Regions from separate parts of the Rattus norvegicus genome. Here all the other regions are linked to region 2. Evidence: chromatin contacts called from public Hi-C data. All regions are on one chromosome and are shown on one strand. Each heading gives the region's core, a stretch centred on a gene start, on an enhancer-like site or on the middle of the called end of the contact. The rest is flanking DNA. Distances are from core to core; before and after follow the strand shown. Region 1 has its middle 240 kb from the start of Enc1. Region 2 holds the start of Enc1 (ectodermal-neural cortex 1). Region 3 overlaps LOC134485824 (a long non-coding RNA gene).

Region 1 (3,327 bases), core at 249-2,748, 240 kb after region 2:
TGGACTCCTTGGAGACAGCCAGCAATTATCTCAGATTCTGTTCCCACTGCCATCCCGCCCCAACTTCAAAGGGAACTCATTACCAGGCCCCGAATTCTTCAAATTACTTTCCCATCATCTCAAATGATGTTTATAAGTAGTTCATAATGAGAGTCTAATCTCACTCCTCAGATTACCAAAGAAGCTCGCAGAAGATGGACTACGATAAGATTATCCCAACTCGGGGTGATTATCTTTGGATCACGCCTCCCAACAAGATTTTAGTCACTGGTTTGTTAAAATTTTGGGAGATATTTTATGTACATATATTTACAAGAATAATTTATACGGGCTTGTCCCTGGTTCTTATTCGCAAATTACCATCCAAATGAGACTTCTCAAAATGAGCTATTTTATGTCTTGCAGATGAATAATTAAAAATGTATATTAAAGTCGAATGAATGTGATGAGCCCGTCTTTGAGGCTGCCAGTAAAACATAGCCCCCTTTGTTTTATGGGAGATTGTATTTCATACAAGGAAGATCAATCCATCCCAGGGCCCTTAAGGCTTTATTAATAGTCAGATAGCCTACTTCATTAATTTGAGCAGTGTCAAGGTTTGCCCTTGACAACAACAACAAAAGAAAGAAAGAAGAGACATAGTTATCACATCTCATGTTTGTTACTTAACGTTTTTCTCGATCATTATTTACATGATTACTTGATAACAATGTCAACAGTAGACCAGGTAGAGTCAGGAGTAAGAATTTTCTGGAAATCGTCTTTGTACAGATTTAAGAACTCTCACGCTTGTGTCAGGCTGAGCCTGCTCTCCTAAATCTTTTACTGTTGACAGCTTTTCTCTCCCTCAGCGGCCAGCTCTTGCAAGCTGGCTGGCTCCCGTCTTGTGGCAGTGAGGTGGGCTGTCCGCTCCTCACTTTGTCCTTACAGGTTGCAAAAGGAGAAGAGGGGATGGGGTGTAGGAGGGTGAGTATGAGAGAGTCTGCCGTCAGCCTTCCAAGTTTTGCAGGGGCAGACAGCTACTGAGCTATAACAACAATTCCGAGGCAAGCGACAGTGACCAAGAGGATGGGTCACATTTGTGAGGCAGCATGAACTGGAGGACAACTGAACCGAGCAGCGTCCATTGCACACGTCAAAAAAAAAAAAAAAAAAAAAAGACATAAAGTGACACAGAGATGGGAAAACTATATTGTAAGAACCGCAGCTCCTCCACCTTTTATGTATTCTGTAGCAAGGGATCTCTAGACTGTGACTGTCCCTCGTTGCCCCTGCTTTATCTTTCTTGTTCACCTTTGTCCTAATTCTGTGCTAAAGCCAGAAAAGTCGCTTAGGGAGATTAACCAGGGGAGCTTATATGTCATCCACCTTTGGGAGAACTGAGATTTTTCGACGAAGGTATGAAGGATGTTGCAACGCTGGTCACGCTCTTGTGCGTGTCTGCCTATCTTTCCTTACCTGTGTGGGATCAGACACCATAAAAATGGAGACTTTGACATGTGATCACGTTAATTTTTAACTGCCATCTCTTGGCATTAGAGACCAAATCACTGAATAGAGATACGACTTAATATTCTATCCCCTGAGAGGAAGTAAGAGACTTGTAAAAGGCAATGCAGGTAAAGGTAAGAAAGGCAGGGAGAGGCCTTTTCTTACTCTGTCCTGTTCTGGGGGTATCAGGTCAGAAGGAGCCTGGCTGCCTGGTTAGGAAGAAGGGCATAATACACACAGAAGTGAGGACCAGAAAGACAGAACGCAGTAGGAAGCTATAAGGAGCAGATGAAGACCCGGACCGTGTAATATTGACATGAGCATGGCCATGTCAGGGATCCCAATGTCCCAGACCCATGGGAATGACAAGGCCTTCCCTGGATCTGGCTCATGAATGGCAAAGCCATCCCATTTGAAGACTACTGATGTTGGCAGTGTGTTCAGAATGCACCAAGTACAGCTTCCTCTCCTGGGTACCAGCAACCTGAGAGACTGCTCCCCCATAGCGACTAGCTGGCCTATATCCTCATCATTCATGTTGCAGACATGCTGAGTTCCCAGGGTGTTACTGGTGTCTGTCCATGCCAGTACATGGCCCACCTGAGCCCAGCTTTTCCGTAAGCATGTCTGTCATTTCGCCATGCCTCGTTGTCCAAGGTAGGTCAAAGTTGTTAGACAGATCACGGTAGGATCATAGAAGGAAAGGAGAATGATCTTGTTTGCCAAATAAAGCATCTGTAAAGTGGACAGCGCTTGACGTTTATGTCTTAACTGAGGCAGTCTTTGCTGTGATCCCTGCTTTCCAGGAACCTCCGTTTCAAAGAATAGCAACCACCACCACTGCAAGATGCAGAGAAAGGTCCTTTTCTACTGCATGCTGGCTCCTCATCCCATGCAGAGGAAAACTAAGTTGCTTTCGAAATTCCCTGGGCGTCACCTAAACACATTGTTCGACACAGACACAATTGTATGCTCTCTTGCTTCTTGTTTGAAAACTACTGATTTCCTGATCGGCCAGAGGAGCCTCTTGCAGCTTGGGAAGTTATTTCCACCTAACACTGTTAGTGTCATCTCTCTGATCAGTCCAGATGACTGAAAGAATCTGGATCAAATCCCTAAAGACCCCAAACAGCAGAGCGAATAGGAATGTATCCTGCCTTCAAGTCTGTGCAGCAACTTAACCAATGGTGGCTAAGACTCGGGCAACAGAAGGTCTGTAGGGAGCTAGAATGGTCGTTTGGTAGAAAGTCAGCAGCGGATGGCCTGTGGAAGACTGGAAGAAGAATCTGTTACATGGCTAAATTCTATACAGATAGGGATAATTGGGTTGCAGTGAGCATGCCAGTACTAGGGCTGACTCAAACGGCTACATTGTTGCCACCTGTCAAGTCCTGTGTAAAGTTTGACCACACCCCTGTCATCTTCAAGACACACCTATCATTTTTATTAAGCCCTTTGGAGAATCTTCAGGGTCTGCCACCTTATTCTCCCCTGACACCCCCCCCCCATGGGGTATAAGATTACAACCTGTTTACCTTTTCACAAAAGTCGACTCATTTTTTACTCGCCCTGACACACACTCCCACCCCCACCCCAGGATTTATCTGTTTCTTTTTTCCTTGAAAGACAAACATACTGGCTTTGAAACAGATGGCAGCGGAATTTGTAACGGTGGGAAAAATAAAACCCTCTAAAGTATAACAGGTTTATACCTTCCAAATATGCCATTTTGTAAGTTTTCATGGGTTCTTTTCTAGTCTCCATACAGTAGTTCTGTGGGCTATGTGGTCTCTTGTGACTCTAAGTATCCCCTTCCCGGTAACTTCAGCGTGGCCC
Region 2 (3,207 bases), core at 73-2,572:
TGCAGATCTCCAGACAGGCAATTCACATCGCCCAAGACTTTTCCTTGCTCACCTGTACGATAAGGGGTTGGGCCAATGATCTATACAGTTCGTCCCTACGTATCTCAAATGCGGAGTAAGAGCCAACTCAAAAGTGGCGTTTTAGCTCCCAGCCAAATGCCCTGGCACAAAGAGTCAGAAATGAGAGTCATAAACAGTTGTGGCTACATGAATTGATTTTTTTTTCGAATACTCTCGAGGCTTTACGGTGTGTGTGTGTGTGTGTGTGTGTGTGTGTGTGTGTGTGTGTGTGTGTGGTGGGGTACTATTTCTTGACTGAGCTCCAAAATCCACCAACCAACAAAACCCAAGAAAGGCCGAGTCTCGAGGTGACTGAGACGCCTTCCCTACCAGGAGGAGGCAGCGTGACTGCTCCTTGGAGGAGTTTGCTTTGAATCTAGCGGCCCTGGCGATTGGTTGCGAAACACGTGGGCCCGCAGGACCCAGCCGGGGTTGCTGTGGCTCCAGCTCCGAGCGAGGCAGAGTCCTGTCGCGGGTTCCTCACCAATTTGGGGTGGGGAAGGCAGACACCCGGCAAGAGCCTGGAGTAGAAGTCTGGCTTCTTGCCAGCAAGTAACCCAAAGTCCACTTGCTCGACCCGCAGTGTCCCCAAGGTCCAAACCAGGGCTTCTTCCCTTGCTCCAGCGGGAACGAGGCTCTGCCTGCGGTTGGGGGATCTAACCCAATGAGTGGCTGTGCTTGCCGGTGCGTGGGACCCCCGGCCTGGCCTTGACTATTCCACTGAGCATTCTTAGGTTCCCCGCACCCTTGAGCACAGGAAAGCTCCCAGGGCTGCTTTCCCCTGCAGTGGACGCCCCAGCCCCCGACCCAGCCTTGAATAGGGTTGACCCGGAGAGGCGAAGGTCCTCGGAGCCCCTCAAACTTATTTTCTTCGCGGTCCCCAGGGGCTGCAGCTGCCCGTAGCTGAGCTAGGGCGTCCGCTTTGTCTCCGTTCACTCCCCGCCCCACTTCCCTGGTTCCTCTCCGGCAAACTCCCCCCGACAGCCCCCACCTCCAGCCCCCAGCTCCTCCCGCTCCAGCCCGCAGCGTGGACGCGCTTCCTCCCTCCTCCCACTAGCGAGTCTCTTTGCATACGCGCCCCCTCCCGGGCGCAACTTATAGCCCGGCGCACGGTGGCCCGGCGCAGTCTGCTCCCGCAGCCTCAGAGCGGTCGGCGCGACGGAGGCGCTGCAGAGACCCAGAGCCGACGCCAGGCGGCCGCCAGCGCTCCCGCCGCAGCCCGGCTCCCTCCCACTGCGTGCAGCCCGCCTTCCTTAGCGGCGCGGCCGCCGCAGGCTCACTCTCCCCTGGCTAGGCGAGCGCCCGCAGACGCTTGGCCCGGCCGGGGCGCCAGGTCCGTAGCTGCTGATCGGGAGACCGAGATCAGCTGCCTGCCGGAGCCGGCCTGAGAGCCACTACCCGGGACGCCATCGCCTCCCTTCCCGGCGCTCTTTTCTCCCCGGCGATCGCCACCGCTTCCTGGAACAGAGACGCCTTTCTTCGGCTCCCTGCGGGTGACCGAGGCAAGAACCCCAGCCGGTTGTGTGCGGAGGCCAGTCGCCACTACTGTAAGTTTGCCCTGCAACCCCAAACCTGTTGCGGGCGCCCGGGTTTCGGGGGTTGGGAGGTCTGCCGCAGGGTGTGCTTGCGAGCACCGAGCCGGCGCCGGCCACCCTGGCTGTGGCTTAAGCCCAGGAGGTGCTCTCGAGGCAGAACTGTGGCTGGTGTGAGACAGCACTGGGAGAGCGACTTGCCTCTCCTCTGCAGTGTAACGCCCGGGCAAGTCTCGGTGTGTGCGAGGAGCCAGGTTGGGGGATGTTATTACCCCGGCTCCCAGCAGCCTTCAGGCAGCCCAGAGCGTGGGATCGGTTCCCCAGGGTGCCTCGTAGCCGGTTCCGGGGGACGGTGGGGGCCATGCCCAGACCTCCTCATGCGGGCACTTGACTTCAGCCAAATGAATGAAAACTGGTTCCTGAAAAACGAGTTTCCTCTCCTGCAAGCTTTTGCCTTTTAGAATGACATTAATTTCAAAGGCTAGGAATTGGTGGGCGGGGTGGAGATGAAACGGTGAACTTGGACTTGTAATTTGGTGTCGCCCTCACTGGCATGTCCAGCGTGTTAAATAGCGTTGCAAGTGTTGTAGGGGACTGTGGCGAAGAGCTATTTTTGTAAACATCTTTATAGTGTGGTTCCATTGTTGTCAATAATGTGAATGCTGGAGAACATCTGCCTGGTGTCTTTTCTCGTGGGATTGAGATCAAGCTTCAAACCAGGAGAGAGACGGAGGTGCTCCCAGTGTTGGAGGCAGACATCATGCGTGTGAACAGGAGTAAATGAGCCGAAGTTACTGAACTAGATGCCCTTTTGATGTTCACAGTAATAGTCTTTTTCTCTGCCTTCTTTGTAGATGCAAGTTAAGTATATATGTGCGTTTGGGGGACCATTTCCTTAGCATTCAGACTTATGTCTCTGGGGGCTTTAAAAAATGTTGGGAAGAACGATTCATTTTATGTTTAAGGTGTGTTTAGAAAAGGTATACATTATTTCTGTGGCTATTTTGATGTTTGCGTGCTTCTAAACCAGGGAGCACATTGTCTCCCTTGGGTCTTCAAGTGCACCTTTTGTTTTAATCATACAGTGGTTGCAAGATGAGAAATTGTGACCGTGACATCCCTTTCCTGTGGGATGGGGTCCAAGGTGATAGGGTAGACAGTGCCTTCTGGTTTTCGGGGGGGGGGGGCTTAGAAAACACAGACGCAGCAGCGTGTTGCACGTCTTGTAGGTCTTCTAGACAAACTGTTTTCTTAAGTATACACCTGGTTGTAGTTGTTTTATACCACCCTGACTCTCTAGCCCTGTGGGATTCCAGCTCAGCCTGCTAGCACTTAGATGCTTGTGTTCCTGGCGTTCCTTTCTTGGCTCGCAGCCCGAGAGGAGGCAGCTTCCATAGAGTAGACAATCATTTAGAGGTTTAGGCTTAAAATCTTCCTCAGAATAACTCAGACTGAACTGCACTCATTTAAATGGCATCACAGTGGTAAAGCAAGCAGGCTGCAAGTTCATGGGCTCTGAACACTTGGTAAGCTTAATGTATTCACAGAGGATGCCTCTAATGGGTCATTCTTCAGAACTTTCTACATGGGGTTAAGCTGGGCTTCGCTTGAGGTA
Region 3 (3,591 bases), core at 425-2,924, 220 kb after region 2:
TTCCGCACAAAACAAAATGTGGGCAATATACAGGCATGATTTGTAGGTGAGATACTGAGACAGCACAAAATGTAGCATTGCTTCCTTATACAGTGGACACTGTATTATGAAAACCCGAACCTATTCCCAGAGAAATTAAACTTGAAGTTGAAGAACTGGATGATAGTGGGAGTTTCGCTTTTTTTTTTTTTTTTTTTTTTTTTTAAGACAGAGTTTCTCTGTGTGGCCCTCTGTAATTGGAGGGTTTTCTTTGGATGTAGGCTTTCTCTGTGTAGTCCCGGTTGTCCTGGAACTTGCTCTGTAGACCAGGCTGGCCTGGAACTCAGAGATCTGCCTGCTTCTGCCTCCCCAGTGCTGGGATTAAAGGCGTATGCCACGCCCAGCTAAGGCATTCTGAAGACTTCGGTTTTTTTTGGCACCAGCATTCTTTTTGGGATATTACGGTAGCGTCAGAATGGAGAGTGAATTTAAGGGGAGGAAAATGGGAGGGCACAGAGGTGGCCAGCTGAGAGATACCTTTGCTAGTGTATGACAACTGTCTGCATGCTGAGTGCCTGGCCCACATCAGCTCATCTGGTGACAGTCCTGTTTGTAGAGACTGACCTTGGGAGGTTGTTGTAAGCATTGTGTAGTTCCTGCAGTGAGCTTCTGGGGGAGAGGCCCGGACCTTGTACCCTACTAAAGTCAAGTACTTGGGAAGCGAGAACACTGAGGAGGTGGAAAAAGAGGCAGAGAAGTCACCTCAGTAAAACCAGAGACGGCGGCAGCACGGAGGACTGCCATGTCGGACTATCAGGGGCTGCTGTGGGGGAGGCTCAGTGGTCAGGAAACAAGCCAGCATTGCCGTGGCTGGATTAGGGACAGGGTTCGGTGGGCAGCCAGGCCACTAGAAAGTTGGTGAGAAAGTGAAGCGGGTGGTGACTGCCCACAGTTCAGAAGGCAGCAGAGTGATGGGCCGTTTCTCTTTCTTTCCCAGAAGAAGGACCTGAAGATTCTTTCAATCACTCAGCCAATGTTTATCAGTGTCTACTAAGAGCTAAGTGCAGAGGGGCGGGAGATGAAAGGCGCTCCCTGTGCTGGGAAAGAGCTCTCAGTCTGGGAGCTTGCAAAGGAGGGGGGTGGGGGGACACCGAGCCAACACTGTGTGTTAAGAGCCTTGTGGGAGGGGAGGCCACAGTTCTTGTCACACAAGAGGGAGCTTATTGAGGTTTTCTGGAGGGCTAATTAGGCATTCACCAGGCGAATCAGGAAGGAGCTGCCATCTAGGCCTAGAGAACAGGGCCTCAGAGGGATGGAGCCGGGAAACACGAGGAATGGTGTTGAGGCAGGAGGCGGCTGGGAGTCAGCGGGCCTAGGGGAAACCTCCAGTATGACCGGTTCATAGGGAGTTTCTAAACCATGGACTGGAAAGCTGAGGGCAACGAAGAGCAGCAGAGGCATGATGGAGACTGGAATATGAGGTTCCGAGGGAGGGAGAAAGGTTGGCTTTGGGTTTCCTGGCAGGGTCGGGGGCTGAGGCCATCTGCCAGCGTATAGAGGGTTGCCATATTGTCATTATTTGAGATTCACAAAGACTTTCATCAGCCGTGTAACCGACTCTCACTGACACCCCTACATCTGTTGATCTGCTTTTAAATGCGGTGCGATCTTCCCTCCCAGTATCTGCAACAGCGATGTAAGCACCAGGCGTGACAGGCCTGGACAGGAGCCAAGGAGTATTGATTACACACTGTCTGTCCTCCAGTCGAAACTTGTTTATGTTCCAGAGTCAAACATCACCCAAACGGGAAGGGTTCTTTGTGGAACTCCAATCACGGGTTTTCCAGGAAGCAAAACCAGAAATTGGTTTTGCCCTCATCAGTGTGTATTTAAAAGGGAGTCTCTGGCCTCTTTTTAAATATCAAAGACAAGAGCGATAGAGAAGATAGCGAGTAGCATCTTCTGGCACAAAGTACTCAGATCCGAACTCCAGAGGCCATACATAGTGTGCACTGGTTTGTAGCATTGCTAACCCTTAACCTTGGGTAAAGGATCTCCTAGGTTCCGGCTAGGATGATGAACCCTAGAGAAGAACCTAGACTTTTGACATATAAGTGTTTTAAGTTTAAAGTTTGAATACATATGCGAGTGAGTGTGGTATATATGAGGCATATATTCACTCGGTGGGTACTTATGTGTGTGTGTGCACAGAGGCCCGAGGATGATGCTGGTTGCTCAGTCCTGGCAATCTCTACCTTACTCCCTTGAGGTCTCTCCTGGAACCTTGAGGCAGCTTGTATCCTGCAAGTCTCTGTAATCCCTCTGTCTCCATGCTCCACAGTACTGACATGACAGGTATGTGGGGTCAAGCTCAGCTTTTTGTTAGGGTGCTGGGATCCTAACCCAGGCCCTCGCTTGAGAAGCTGACACTCTTTACCCGCTGAGCTGTCTCCCTCGTCACATCTCCTTTTAGGCCCAAAAAAGCAGTTTCCAACAGTAATTCTGAATTCTTTCCTCTGTGTAGCTCACATAGTGAAATTGGCTAGTGTGAATTAGTGTGTTGGTGACAATCTGTGTCAGCCAAAGGACCCACTAGTATCTACTGAGAAGAAAGATGGGCCAGAATATGAAAAAAAAATCAACACACAGGGAGTGAGGGGGGAAAAGCAGAAATTGCAAAGAGAATAGATTTTGTAGAAGGTGGTTGAGTGTTGGGCTGGTTTTCTTCATGCTGGTTTTATTATGTAACCTAGATGATTTTTAACAAGGGTTTGAATGGAATATAATTTATTCCATTTACACACACACACACACACACACACACAGAGAGAGAGAGAGAGAGAGAGAGAGAGAGATGACAGAAGAACAGTATGACTTATTCACATAGAGAATTTTTAGTCTTGTAAGGAGTTGACAGGATAAAATACTGCCCCTGACACCTCTGTCTCTCACTACTGCCCCAAAGATCTCCAGGCCCTGTCACCTTACAAGAATCTTGAAGATAGAGTTTGTTATCTGGATGGGCCAGTGCAATCACAGAGGAAGATCCAGGTAGGAATGTTAGGACAGGAGAGAGGTAGAAGCTGGGTTAGGACAGAAGCAGAGGTCACTGTGATATTAATCCTGGAAGGAAACCAGAGCCAAAGGAACCAGGCAACAAGCAACTGGAGAGGGCAGGAACCAGGCTCTGTGGAAGTCTCCAGAAGAAATGCAGGGCTTCCGACTACCCAACTTTAGCCCCCAGTACCCACTCTGGCCGTCTGACCTCCCTTTGTTAAAGTTACATTGTTTCAAGCCATTGTTCTGAGCTATTCGTTACACCAACAAGAGCAAACAAATGTAAACCTAGTGAGTGGTCCTGATCGCTTGAATTTTATATTCTTCCTGCATTCCAGACGTGCTCTTAAGTTTCCTATGTGATAATTCACTTCAAATGTTCTTTTGTAAGCCGTGTCTCTATGTATGTGCTGTGTGCACATGCGCGCACATCTGTGCATGTGTGTGCATGCGTGTGTGCGTGCGTGTGTGCGTGTGTATCAGTCTGTCTGTCTGTCTGCCTGGGTTTGTTGGGAGGTCCTGAAACCCAGGGTCTTACACAGGCCAGGCAAGAGC

What was found. Hi-C and Micro-C count contacts between places; a contact is called where the count stands out from the background.
Region 1: a contact with region 2 is called in a Hi-C map of liver, with 5 times the contacts expected there. The contact joins the enhancer-like site here to the promoter of Enc1 in region 2. A contact is called at or near these places in 2 of 12 Hi-C or Micro-C datasets (the A7r5 cell line and liver).
Region 3: a contact with region 2 is called in a Hi-C map of liver, with 4 times the contacts expected there. The contact joins the enhancer-like site here to the promoter of Enc1 in region 2. A contact is called at or near these places in 7 of 12 Hi-C or Micro-C datasets (the A7r5 cell line, frontal cortex, hepatocytes and 4 more) and 1 of 1 datasets of contacts at active chromatin or transcription factors (oligodendrocytes).

Annotation. Positions count from the first base shown.
Region 1 is chr2:30,519,588-30,522,914 of GRCr8, forward strand. No RefSeq gene overlaps it. Among named protein-coding and RNA genes, the nearest start is that of Enc1, 240 kb to the left of the region's middle. Within about 2 kb of position 1,499, at least 1 of the 93 cell types and tissues checked has an H3K27ac peak or open chromatin away from gene starts, as enhancers often do. A contact at or near this core is called in liver, where this site is marked.
Region 2 is chr2:30,283,952-30,287,158 of GRCr8, forward strand. Enc1 (ectodermal-neural cortex 1) reads left to right here and starts at 1,323. Exons shown (of 3, transcript NM_001003401.2): 1 at 1,323-1,607.
Region 3 is chr2:30,500,122-30,503,712 of GRCr8, forward strand. All of the region lies in intron 1 of LOC134485824 (a long non-coding RNA gene), which reads left to right. Among named protein-coding and RNA genes, the nearest start is that of Enc1, 220 kb to the left of the region's middle. Within about 2 kb of position 1,675, at least 14 of the 93 cell types and tissues checked have an H3K27ac peak or open chromatin away from gene starts, as enhancers often do. A contact at or near this core is called in liver, where this site is marked.